Linked DNA regions of Sus scrofa: all the other regions are linked to region 3. A link is a contact called in public Hi-C and HiChIP or PLAC-seq data. All regions are on one chromosome and are shown on one strand. The core of a region is the stretch at or near the end of the contact, and the rest is flanking DNA. Distances in the headings are between cores, read along the strand shown. Region 1 overlaps SSBP3 (single-stranded DNA-binding protein 3). Region 2 overlaps SSBP3 (single-stranded DNA-binding protein 3). Region 3 holds the start of SSBP3 (single-stranded DNA-binding protein 3).

What was found. Hi-C and Micro-C count contacts between places; a contact is called where the count stands out from the background. HiChIP or PLAC-seq counts read pairs in DNA pulled down with a chosen protein or histone mark.
Region 1: a contact with region 3 is called in an H3K27ac HiChIP or PLAC-seq map of skeletal muscle. The contact joins the enhancer-like site here to the promoter of SSBP3 in region 3. A contact is called at or near these places in 1 of 5 promoter capture datasets (liver), 6 of 47 Hi-C or Micro-C datasets (fetal heart ventricle, liver, omental adipose tissue and 1 more) and 2 of 2 datasets of contacts at active chromatin or transcription factors (alveolar macrophages and skeletal muscle).
Region 2: a Hi-C map of retroperitoneal adipose tissue shows a contact between it and region 3, with 1.9 times the contacts expected there. The contact joins the enhancer-like site here to the promoter of SSBP3 in region 3. A contact is called at or near these places in 1 of 5 promoter capture datasets (liver), 13 of 47 Hi-C or Micro-C datasets (embryonic fibroblasts, fetal heart ventricle, fetal liver and 7 more) and 2 of 2 datasets of contacts at active chromatin or transcription factors (alveolar macrophages and skeletal muscle).

The regions. Positions count from the first base shown.
Region 1 is chr6:158,023,028-158,026,187 of Sscrofa11.1, forward strand. The region is part of intron 4 of SSBP3 (single-stranded DNA-binding protein 3); the gene reads left to right. Among named protein-coding and RNA genes, the nearest start is that of SSBP3, 110 kb to the left of the region's middle. Within about 2 kb of position 1,869, at least 21 of the 83 cell types and tissues checked have an H3K27ac peak or open chromatin away from gene starts, as enhancers often do. A contact at or near this core is called in alveolar macrophages, liver, omental adipose tissue and 1 more, where this site is marked.
Region 2 is chr6:158,001,374-158,004,696 of Sscrofa11.1, forward strand. The region is part of intron 4 of SSBP3 (single-stranded DNA-binding protein 3); the gene reads left to right. Among named protein-coding and RNA genes, the nearest start is that of SSBP3, 91 kb to the left of the region's middle. Within about 2 kb of position 1,693, at least 10 of the 83 cell types and tissues checked have an H3K27ac peak or open chromatin away from gene starts, as enhancers often do. A contact at or near this core is called in alveolar macrophages, fetal skeletal muscle and retroperitoneal adipose tissue, where this site is marked.
Region 3 is chr6:157,910,020-157,913,667 of Sscrofa11.1, forward strand. It overlaps SSBP3 (single-stranded DNA-binding protein 3), which reads left to right and starts at 1,580. Exons shown (of 17, transcript XM_021096596.1): 1 at 1,580-1,728; 2 at 2,747-2,819; 3 at 3,043-3,104. The coding sequence starts at 1,673.

The DNA of each region.
Region 1 (3,160 bases), core at 619-3,118, 110 kb after region 3:
TTGCATTCCTACACCTACACACCCCCACCCTACCCCTTAGTGGAGGCGACCTCAGTGAACTATCTTGCCAGAAAGAGCAATGTAGAAGGCCAGTCTACTTTGGGAAGAGCAAAGCATGGGTGATCTCAGACGTGGAGAATGCCTAGGGCTCACCCTGTGTTTATAGTGATGTGTCTGTTGTTTCTTTCCATAAGCATCAAAAGCACACAGAACTCTCTGGAGAACTGCAAGCGTTGGTGGTGGGAGGCGGGGGAGGCCATTATTTGGGTTTCTTACACTGAAATTGGGGATGGTGGCCAGAGAGACAAAAGTTAGGGTGCTTGGGGAGTTCCCTTGTGGCTCAGCAGGTTAAGGCTCTGCTGTTGTCACTGCTGTGGCTCTGGTTATAGCTGTGGCATGGATTCAGTCCTCGGCCTGGGAATTTTGGAATGCTGTGGGTGTGGCCAAAAAAAAAAAGTTAAAACACTCAGAAAAATGCACTTCTCTGGGCCTGTTTTCTTACTGGTAGACAGCAGTGCTACCTCCTTTCCCGGGGGTGTCGAGGAGTTTATCGTACCCCTTTCCCTCTCTCCTGGTCTCTGGGATGGGGATGAAAGGGCACTTGCTTCTTTCCGTGTGTCCTCTCTGCCTTCCTGCATCCATCCTCTCCTCCTGGGGACTTTGGGGAAGAAGCTCTGGTGTTAGGACAGCCCTCACTGGGGCCTGAGGGCCTGGCTGTGCGAGCTGGGGCTTCTGTCCCCTCCCTGTGGCCCGCGCTCAGCTTGCTTGGCTGGGAGTTCAGTGTGTCACCTGCTCGGTTCACCATCGCAACAGGACCTCAGCCACCTTACTTGGACTGAGCCGAGGCCCCGGGGCAGGAAGTCGCAGGTAGTTTGCAGCCCAGGCTGAAACCCTGATCCTGGGACCCTCAGGCCAGAGCTCTTTTCTCTCCTAATAAAGAGGGGAGGCTGAGGCAGTCCGCATGGCTTTATTGTGGCTGAGCGGAGGTGAGACCCACGTGCTCTGATCTGGAGCACGCTCGCCCGTGCCCTGGCCCCACCGTGAGCGACCCGAGGGGACGTGGCTCACCGCCTCCTGAGGCGTGTCCGTCTGACGCTCAGATCTGGAGAAGCTTTCAGGAGCTCAGAGCATCCATCGCTGGACCCCGGACCGTCCCTCAGCCACGGGAGAGCACGTCCACTCCTCGCACGTGACGGCAGCTGGCTATTTGGAGGCAGGGATCCTGTGTCACTCACTCCCGTGTGTCATCTGAACCTATTTTTAACACCAGCTGGTTCTGTCTCTTCAAGTTGCCACGGCTCTGTTTTGTCCAAGCTGCAGAATGAGCGCCTCTGTTGTCCAAACGGATTCTCTTCTGTGGTCTGTACATAAAACCAAGAGGTCTCTTCCTGTCCCTTCTCCTCTTTTGACCTCACTCCTCTCTGCCTTGGCCTCTGTCTGGGTGATGAGATTCTCTGTGTGCCCTCAGCTACATCTTTGGTTTGTTGATGCTGCTAAAATTCCTTCTAGGAGACTTGGCCCAGAGGGCGCCAGGTCACTCCGATATTTTGCACGGAGTGACGAAGGCTCTGTCTTGATGATACCCATGCAAACAACCCCTCTCCCTGGGACGAGAGCATCCCCCACAGGCCTTTGTCTCTCCATGCAGGAGTGCCACCCCCCTTTCCCCTGCCCCTGCCGGTGTCCTGCACCGCCCAGCTGAGGGCACACAGCCACGGGGCCGTGTGCCCCTGGTGTCCTGGGTGCTCGCTGCGTGGCCCGTATTGCATTTCAGTCAAGGAAAGCTGCACTTGGCGGTGTCACATGCGGGCCCCGTGCTGCTACACGCCTGAGCGTTGAGGTGGGGCCAGGAGGGACGGGACGTGCAGGACAAAGTTCCCCTTTGCAGCCTTGTAAATCAGTCAGGAGAGCTTGGCCAACCTGGCAGCAGTCCCGCCCTTCTCCCTGAGCATTTGTTTTTATTCAGGCTTCCAGGAGCTTCATGTGTATAGAACTGTTTTTAAAAGAGAGGAAAAATAGGTGGGGGATCCCATGCTGGTCTGTGAGGGAAGCTGCCTGGGGGGTCTTGGGGTGGGGCTCGCAGGTAACATCAGGGACATCCCCTAGGGCCCCACTTGCTGAAGGGAGCCTGAACGCTGGTCACCTCTCACAAGTTAATGCAAGATACGAGGTGGGAGGCCCCTGGGAGCTTGTCTCTTGGTGCCTCTGGACTGACCCCGCAGTTCCTGGAGCCACAGGGGAGTCCTTGCTGCAGAGCGAGGACAGGGCCCAGCACTGCATCCAGGACTCGCTGGGTCTGCTGTTTGTGGCGCTGTGGATACTCTGGGGGGTGCGGTGGCTTTGTCAGTGATGCGTTGGGATGCCTGGCACAGGGTAACGTAGGGTCAGGTGGGCCTCTCAGAAGTCCTGGGCCACCCTTCTGCTTGGAGCTGTTCCCCACTGCCTGGAGCAGGAAATTAAGATTCCCTAATAGCACAGGTTCCTCCGGGCTGCTCAGATCCCACGGCCAAATCCAGGTTCAAATCCAGCTTCTCCATGGGAGGGGCAGGCAGTGGAGGTGCATGTGCTTTATTCTGGGGCAGGGAAGTTGGCAGCCAGGTTTGGATGGCAAGGGAGGCCTGGCGGTGGAGGGGCACGTGTGAAACCAGCTGGCATGTGTCCGGAACAGACCAACAAGGCTGAGGGGCTGCTGCCCCGGCGGTGGTGCAGACACCCTGGACTCGTAAAGAAACCCTACTCTTCAGAGAGGAAGTTGTGGGATGAGCCCTGCTTGGAAGTCTCCCTGGCCGCGAACAAAAAAATAAAATGCTTTGCAGGGAGGGGAACCTTCACAGCTTCAGGCAGATGTCTGAAGGCACTTCAGGCTTTCCAAGTGAATGATAAGCCGGAGGCTTGGAGGAGGCGGCTGCAGCTTAGAGTGGGCCACACCGCCCGCCCTGTGCAAGGCCTGTTTTCTATTTACAGAAGAATTTTCATTAGTTTAAAAAAAAAAAAAAAAAAGAAAAGAAAAAAAAGCATGAGTTACCCAACCGCGTGCCCAATTCGATTCTGCTTTTTTAATGCATGTCCGCGTGTGTGCATATACAGAAACATGTTGGTGAGGGGGGCTCAGGGGTGGGGGCAGGGGGCGGGGAGCCCAGATGTCACCCGCAGGCTCTGA
Region 2 (3,323 bases), core at 443-2,942, 91 kb after region 3:
CACAAGCCCAGACGGTGCCCGTGTGTGGAGAAGGGCGGGTCTAGGACAGTGCTCCCAGCTGCCTTCCATTGTCCGATGCGACAGTGACCCGGAGCCCCTCCCCCAGGTCCTCCCTCGGAGAATAAACATATCACCAGGATTGATTACCCGATTGGTCCCCGGGCAGCTGGTTCTGGCCTGCATCTGGAGCCGATTTCTCCGCTGTCACACACCCATTGTCTTGGATTGTTCACTTCCACAAATCAGAGGTTGCCTTCGCCACCCTAACCCTACCACGACCCCCAGATGCTTGTTTGTCGGTCGAATGAACACTTCCTGCTCGATGAGAAAGAAAAGGCCCGCAGCACACGTGGGCCGCCCTCAAGTCCCTCTGCTCTGATGCAGACAGGATGTTCCCATCCCAGCCCCTCCCCGGCCTCTCCCGCCCTGGGCCTGCCTCTCCCAAGTGGATGCACAGTGGAGGAGAGGTTTCCAGGAAGCTGGACCATCAGCCCCCCACACCAGAGGGGGAGCTTGGAGGGGAGGTGACCCCTGGGGCTTCAGCCGTGCGCTGTCCCCAGGTGGGACCGCAGGTGAGCCCCTGCACCCCCTGACATGGAGTTTGGTCTGGTGCGAACAACACGATGGGACTTAGAACCTGTGACAACATGACGGGACAGCCCTGAGGGCCCAGGGAGGGGGGTCGCTTGCCTTTGGGCCCGGGGGCGGGGCCCTGAAGGAGGAGCGGGGCACTGCCTTCTCCGTCCTCTAGGAAATCCTGCCTGTTCTTCGAGGCTGATGGAGAGCCACACCCTCCTTGTGAAGAGAAGCCCCTCTGACCACTCACCGCAAACAATCTTCCTTTCCTTTGAGATCCTGTAACATTCAGAGCTGGTGCCATGCGCTGGAGCCCTTTTCCTGCGGGCTGTGGCTTTGCTGCACAAGAATGAGAAAGGCCGATGGGCCAGTGCGTGCTGGGCGAGGCGGCTGGGTCTAGGCTAAGACAGATGTGCAGGAGGACCCGGCCAGCTGTGGGGTGCACGGAGCGGGAGGCCCGGCCTCTGTAGCTGTCAGTCCACAGAGCCGTGGGCTTTGGGTAGCGTAACACAGGGGCCATTTCTGTGCGCTGTCTTCTTGGCTTTTCATGGTGATGGTAATTTTGGCTCGTTCTCCCTCTGCAGACCTCATAGAAATCGGATCCTCTGCTATGCACTGGGCAGTGGGGGTGGCAGCAGAAGGGTTTGGTGTAGTGGGGCTGCTTTCCTGAGCCTGCTGACTTGCAGCCCCCTCCCTGAGCAGTGAGGACAGTGGTGGTGGTGACACAGCCCTCGTGTCATACTCTTGTGGGCTGCGTGTCCAGCCCCTGTGCTTCTGGCGCGGGCCCTGTGGGGTAGACGCCATCTGGGGCTCTTGTTGGTAGGGTCCTTTATCGTTTTCCAAGCCCTTTGCCGCTGCTGTCCTTGGCGAGCCCCACAGCAGACCTGCGAATTAGGCTGGGTGCGTGTCCCCCGGGGTCTGGGGATCTAGTAGGGATCGGACCCAGCTTTGCCTTCCAGGTTCCCCACCACCCTTGTGCTGCTTTCTGGCTTTTGTTCAGAAGCAGAGCTCTCCCAGCGTGGCTTGGCTTTTCCCGTGGGTCTGTTCAGCCTAAGAGGACCTGGGTCCCTGCTCAGAGCTGTCGCTGGGTTTCTGCCTTGAGCCCTGGCTGCCCAGGGCCAGACTGTCCCTCTGCTGCCCCCTTCTGGGATGGCCCGTTCTCTCCCCAGGCCTGTCCCTACCTCTCTTTCCCATCAAAGACTCAGCAGATGTGGCCAGAGCAGGGAGCAAAGTCGGTTGGTGGTGGGCATCAGTGACACAGACCCTGGAGAGAGGAGGGCGGGGACCTGGCTCCTTCCAGCTGCCATCAGCCCGCAGTGCAGAGAGCATCGGACGTGCCCGACTGAGACCAGACTCACTCCCTCAGCTCCCCTTGTCCCGTAAAGTGGAGTTGTGCCCTTGCCCGGCGCACGTGTGGTAGGCATTTCAGTGGTCTGACATGCCAGCCAGTGAAAATACCATAAAACTGCGGAGTAGTGAAAACACCTATTCCTTAGGAGGAGGAGAGGCAGAGCCCAGCGCCCAGCCTTCCGACTCTCACCCTGGGATTCTGCCCACCCCAGCCCCACTTTTCCACTTAGCTCCTGTTCTCCCCTTGGTCGTCGGGGCTCGTGCTTTGCAGAGTGCATCAGGGAGCCACTTATCCCAATTAAAACAGCCAGGCTGGGGGGCGGGAGGAAATGGGCCAGGGTGTGTTGGGAATGTTTTCGCTAATGCAGGGAGTGCTTTTTAAACGGCAGGTAGAAAACTTTTTTTCTCTTTGTAGATCAATTAAAGACCCTTCTTAAAAATTAACCCCTGGAAGCTGTGTCGGTGGGCTCTGTTTTCCTATGTAGACCCAATCTGCAAACTAACTCCCCTCCAAAAAAAGAACCCCATCCTCTCAATGCCTTTAGAAATGTCTCTGAAAGGTGACCAAGTGTGTTTTAAAGGAGCTCCACCACCTCGATAAATGCCACCAGGTAGTGACGGAGCCTGCGGCTCCCCGAGGAGAGAGGAGAAAGCCTGGCTGAGCAGTGGAGAACCGTCGAGGGAGGGCGGGAGGCCGGCTGCACCTCCCCAAGGTCCACACAGCCTGCCCGCAGCAGCAGCAGGCATGAGGCGGGCATCTTGGAGCCGGGCAGATGGCCTTCACCTGCTCGGGACGCGCTCCCCGGCGCTGGGGCCCTCAGAGTTGCAGGGATAATAACAGACAGCTGCCAGCTCTGCCGAGGTCTGCGGGCATTCAAAGGCTTGGAAGTGTGCGGGGAGAAGGAGCCGCCTGCCCCTGCCGCAGCTCGCCTTTTGTTTTGAGATTTGTGCCCCCCTCCCTCCCCGGCATCAACATCCGAGCAACAAGAGCGTTTTAATAGAGGACAGTTCTGTTTTGGAAACGACAAGAAAGCGCCTTGTCGAGTGTGACCTGGCCTCTCCTTTGTCCGGCCTCCCCCGCTTTGTGTGTGCCTGCAGTGGGCTTTGTTCCAAGGGCCAAAGGAGTTGGACGTGGATTTGGTGTGTTCCTGGGGTTTTCTTTCTTTCGCCTTTCTTGGCAGCGGCGAAAACTCGCGGTTATTTTGGAGCACAGGGCATGTGGGGAACGGGATTTTCAAGGGACCACTCCAGGGTCTTTGAGCTACCGTGCGGTGTCAGGAACAGTGAGTGGCAGCGGAGGCAGCTTGCTGACCGCCTGGCATTTTCTTAGCCTGTTGGGTACCTGTGTGAAGGGGCAAATAATTTCTCACAGTACAGTCAGCCTCGAATCCTAGTAG
Region 3 (3,648 bases), core at 330-2,829:
AGAGACAGTGCCGACAGTGTTTTATCGCATTTAAAGAGAACCGCGCTCTAAAAACAGTCTGAAAATGGGGGAGTCTTCCCCTGTTTCGTTGGTTTCTGGTCTCGAGAGTCTCTGGTGAGGGACACTCAGTGTGTCCTCGGGTTCTTGGCGTGGGCAGAAAGGAGTCAGCAGCAAATAGCTGGGTCACTCTGCCAGCCTCCCCCCCTCAATTTCCCATTGTACACCTGGGTCACTGACAATGGAAGCTTCCCCTCCCCCCACTCCTGACTCTCGTCTCCCACTCCCCAATTTAGCTCCATTTATTTGAAGTTTGCAGATTTCTGCGGCGCGCATCTCGCATCGCTGGGCGCCCAGGTGATGCCCTCCTACCCCGGGATAGCACCGTCTCCCGTGGAGAAGCCGAAGGGGTCTAACTTACTAGGGCGGGCAGACCTCCGAAATTTGGGAGCGATCACTCTGCCCTCTCTTAGCCCAAGTCCTCAGTACCTCCCTCCCGGGCTCCCTAAAGCAGGCCAAGGGCCATTTTCGCGCGACTCCACTTTGGGGTTTTCCAAAGTATTTTAATGATCTAGTAAAGGAGCAGCCGCGCGCCTCGGCGCCGGCTCGAGCCGCCCAGTTCGCAGCGTGGAGCCCCGGGCCCGGCGCTCCGAAGCCAGACTGGGCGAGGGAGAGGACAGGGGGCGGGGCAGCCGAGGGGGGAGGGTAGGAGTCTGGGGAGGGGGTCGGGGTCGGAGCCGGGGGTGGGGGTGGGTGGGGGACCGGCGAGGGGGAGGGGGAGATAAGGGCTGGGCCAGCGCAAGCTGCGGCGGGGGGAGGTGAGGGGCAGATAAGGGAGAGGGACGTGGCGGGAGGGAGCCGGCGGCGCTCCGCTCAGGGGTCCGCGCCCCCTCCCCTCCGACTCTGCCGCAGCGCCCCCCCTCGCCCCCCAGTGGTCCCAGCCTTGGAGAGCGCGGGTCGGGACCCCTCCTCGCAGGGGCTGGGAAACTAGACCTCCCCCGTCCCGATTCGTGTCCCCTCCCCACATCTACAGCAAAGAGAGGCTCGCGCCCCCGAACACCCCCGATTCGCTCGCAGGAGCAGGAACAGCGGCTCCTCGGAGGCGGCCGCAGCGGGGACTGCCGCGGTCGGGCGCTGACAGGGCGTCCCTCCCGGGCCGCCCCGGGCCCGCCCCCTCGTGCCAATTGGTCTAGGCGCCCATCAATCGCGGGACGTTGACGCCCGCCTAGCTCCCTCGCCCGGGTAGCCACGTTCGGTTGAGCTCCAAGTAGACCAGCGGCAGCGGCGGCGGCGGCAGCGGTGCTGGAGGCGCAGAGGGCGGCGCAGGCGGAGCCGGGCGGGCGGCGCGCGAGCGAGCCAGCGGGCAGCCGGGCCGACGGGCGAGCGGCGGCGGCGGCGGCGGCGGCACCGGCACCCCAGGCCGAGCCGGCGCGGGAGGAGTTCCAGGGCAATGGGGCCGCGGCCGGGGCTGACGCTTTGACAGCTGGAAAGAGCGCGGAGCCAGCGCCTGGGGGGGAGGGAGGGGATCGCGGCTAGGAAAGCGCGAGCGAGTGAGCGAGCGAGCGCCGGGGAGGGGGCCGGGAGCGAGGGGGCAGCTCGGGAGCAGCCGGAGCGGTAGCGGCGGCGGCGGCGGCGGCGGCGGCGGCGAGGCTCGGCGCCCTCTTCTCTGCAAAACATGTTTGCCAAAGGCAAAGGCTCGGCGGTGCCCTCGGACGGGCAGGCTCGGGAAAAGTAAGCCCTATTTTCCAAGTGGCGGCCGCGCTGCCGCCGGGCTGCGGGCGGGTGGTGGGAGGCAGGTGGGCGGGCGGGGGCTGCTGCGTCCCGGGCCCCGGGCCCCGGCACCGCCTGCCTGGCCCCTTCCCGAGGCCGCGGCGGGCGGCGTGGGAGAGCCCATTGTTGGGAGCCGGCGGAGGTTGGGGCATCGGGGGGCGCCGCCGGAGGATGGGGTACTTGGGGGCCGCGGGGCGTGCCGGGCACGAGGGCCTGCGGTGAGGGGTGGGCGAGGTCCCGTGAGCGAGCCTGGGCGCCCACCCAAGCCGGGGCGCTCGCCGCGGTGGCCGCACTTTGCCCACCGGGCGCGGGCAGAGGGCGCGTGGCTTCTGCAGCCCCGAAGGCTCCTTTTGTCCGCCCGCGGCGTGAGGAGTGCGTGCCGGGGGCTTTGTTCGGCCGGGAGAGCTCTCCCTTCCCTGCCCTCGGCCTCGCCGCCGGCCCCGGGCCCTCCGGGGCGCCGGGCTGGGTAGGGACGGCGGCGCCGGCTTGGCTCCAAGCTTGGGGGACAGTTGTTTTGGGGGGAGGTGGTGAGGGTGGCGCTTTGCTGTCCTCTCCGGAGCGCGCGGAGCACCCCAGAGTCCCGGACGGAGTCTCCCCGACTCTCACACCTGGAGACAGGGTGGCAAGGAGTGGGTAGGGAAAAGAAGCGAGGCTCTGGGGGTCGGATGGCTTGCGAGTTTGAGAGATCTCGGTGGGTTTGGCTGCGACGCTGCTTGGAAGTTCAAGTTCGGGGGCTGCTCTTCAGCCTCTGCGTTTTGAAGTAACGCCTCTCCTGGTCCCCATCCCCTAGCTGTTCGCACCCGTGGCTCCGGGCAGGGTCGAGGTAGCTGCTCACCTCTGGTTGGGGCCACAATGGGCCAGCGTAGACAGGGCTGGGAGCCGGCCGGCAAGGTCCAGGAGCGAGCACCCGGTGTGATCTGACGCCTTCCCTCCCTCTCCCTCTCTCTCTCTCTCTCTGTGCCCCCTGCCCACTTTCCAGGTTAGCTTTATACGTCTACGAATATTTACTGCATGTAGGAGCACAGAAATCTGCACAGACCTTCTTATCGGAGGTGAGTGGAACTTCCCCCCTCATCCAATTTCTTGACACCCCCTCGTCCCCACTATTCTTAAAGCCTTTGTTTTCTGGAGCAGCCACTGTGGCCACCATTTTGAATTTTTATCACCTTTTGGCATTTATTGTTAGTTGGTCCTCACAGCCTTTTGGCTCCGGGAAGCCCCCAGCCCACCCCTTCTCTCTGCTCCTCTAAGCTGTCTCTGCTCTCTCCCTTCCAGATTCGATGGGAAAAAAACATCACGTTGGGAGAACCGCCTGGGTTTTTGCACTCGTGGTGGTGGTAAGTTTGTGTGATAGTTGTGTGTGTGTTTGTTTTGTTCCGAGGCCCAGGTCTAAGTGAACAAAGACGTGCGGTCTGGAGCAGACCCCCCCCTTCCCATGCCTTAGCCCTCAGCGTCACCCAGAGCAGGGCACCCCTGGGTTCTCAGGCCTGGCCTGGCAAAGGGGGAAGAGGGCAGAGGAGGTCGGTGCCTAAAAGTTTTTGCCTCCTCTGTCCCCTCCTGTTGAGAATCTACTGAATCGTGCGTGGTGCTCGGGCAGAAACTCCTGACTTGTACATCGCACTCCGAGGCACTAGGCAGAGGCTTGGAAAAAACCTGGAAGGATTTTTGTCAATTCTGCATGCTGCTTTAATTAGAGGGAGCGGGGGCGGGGCCGGGCGGAGGGGGTACCAGGTCTGTTTAACAACTGGCCTGGCTCTTCCTTTTTCTCCTTGGAGCTCCTACCTTGAGAGAAAAACCTTTGGGGACCTTTTCAGGCACCCGGAGAAAAAGCGAGAAGGGGTTGCCCCTTCTTTTAAAAGATGTTGATTATACCGATGGCAG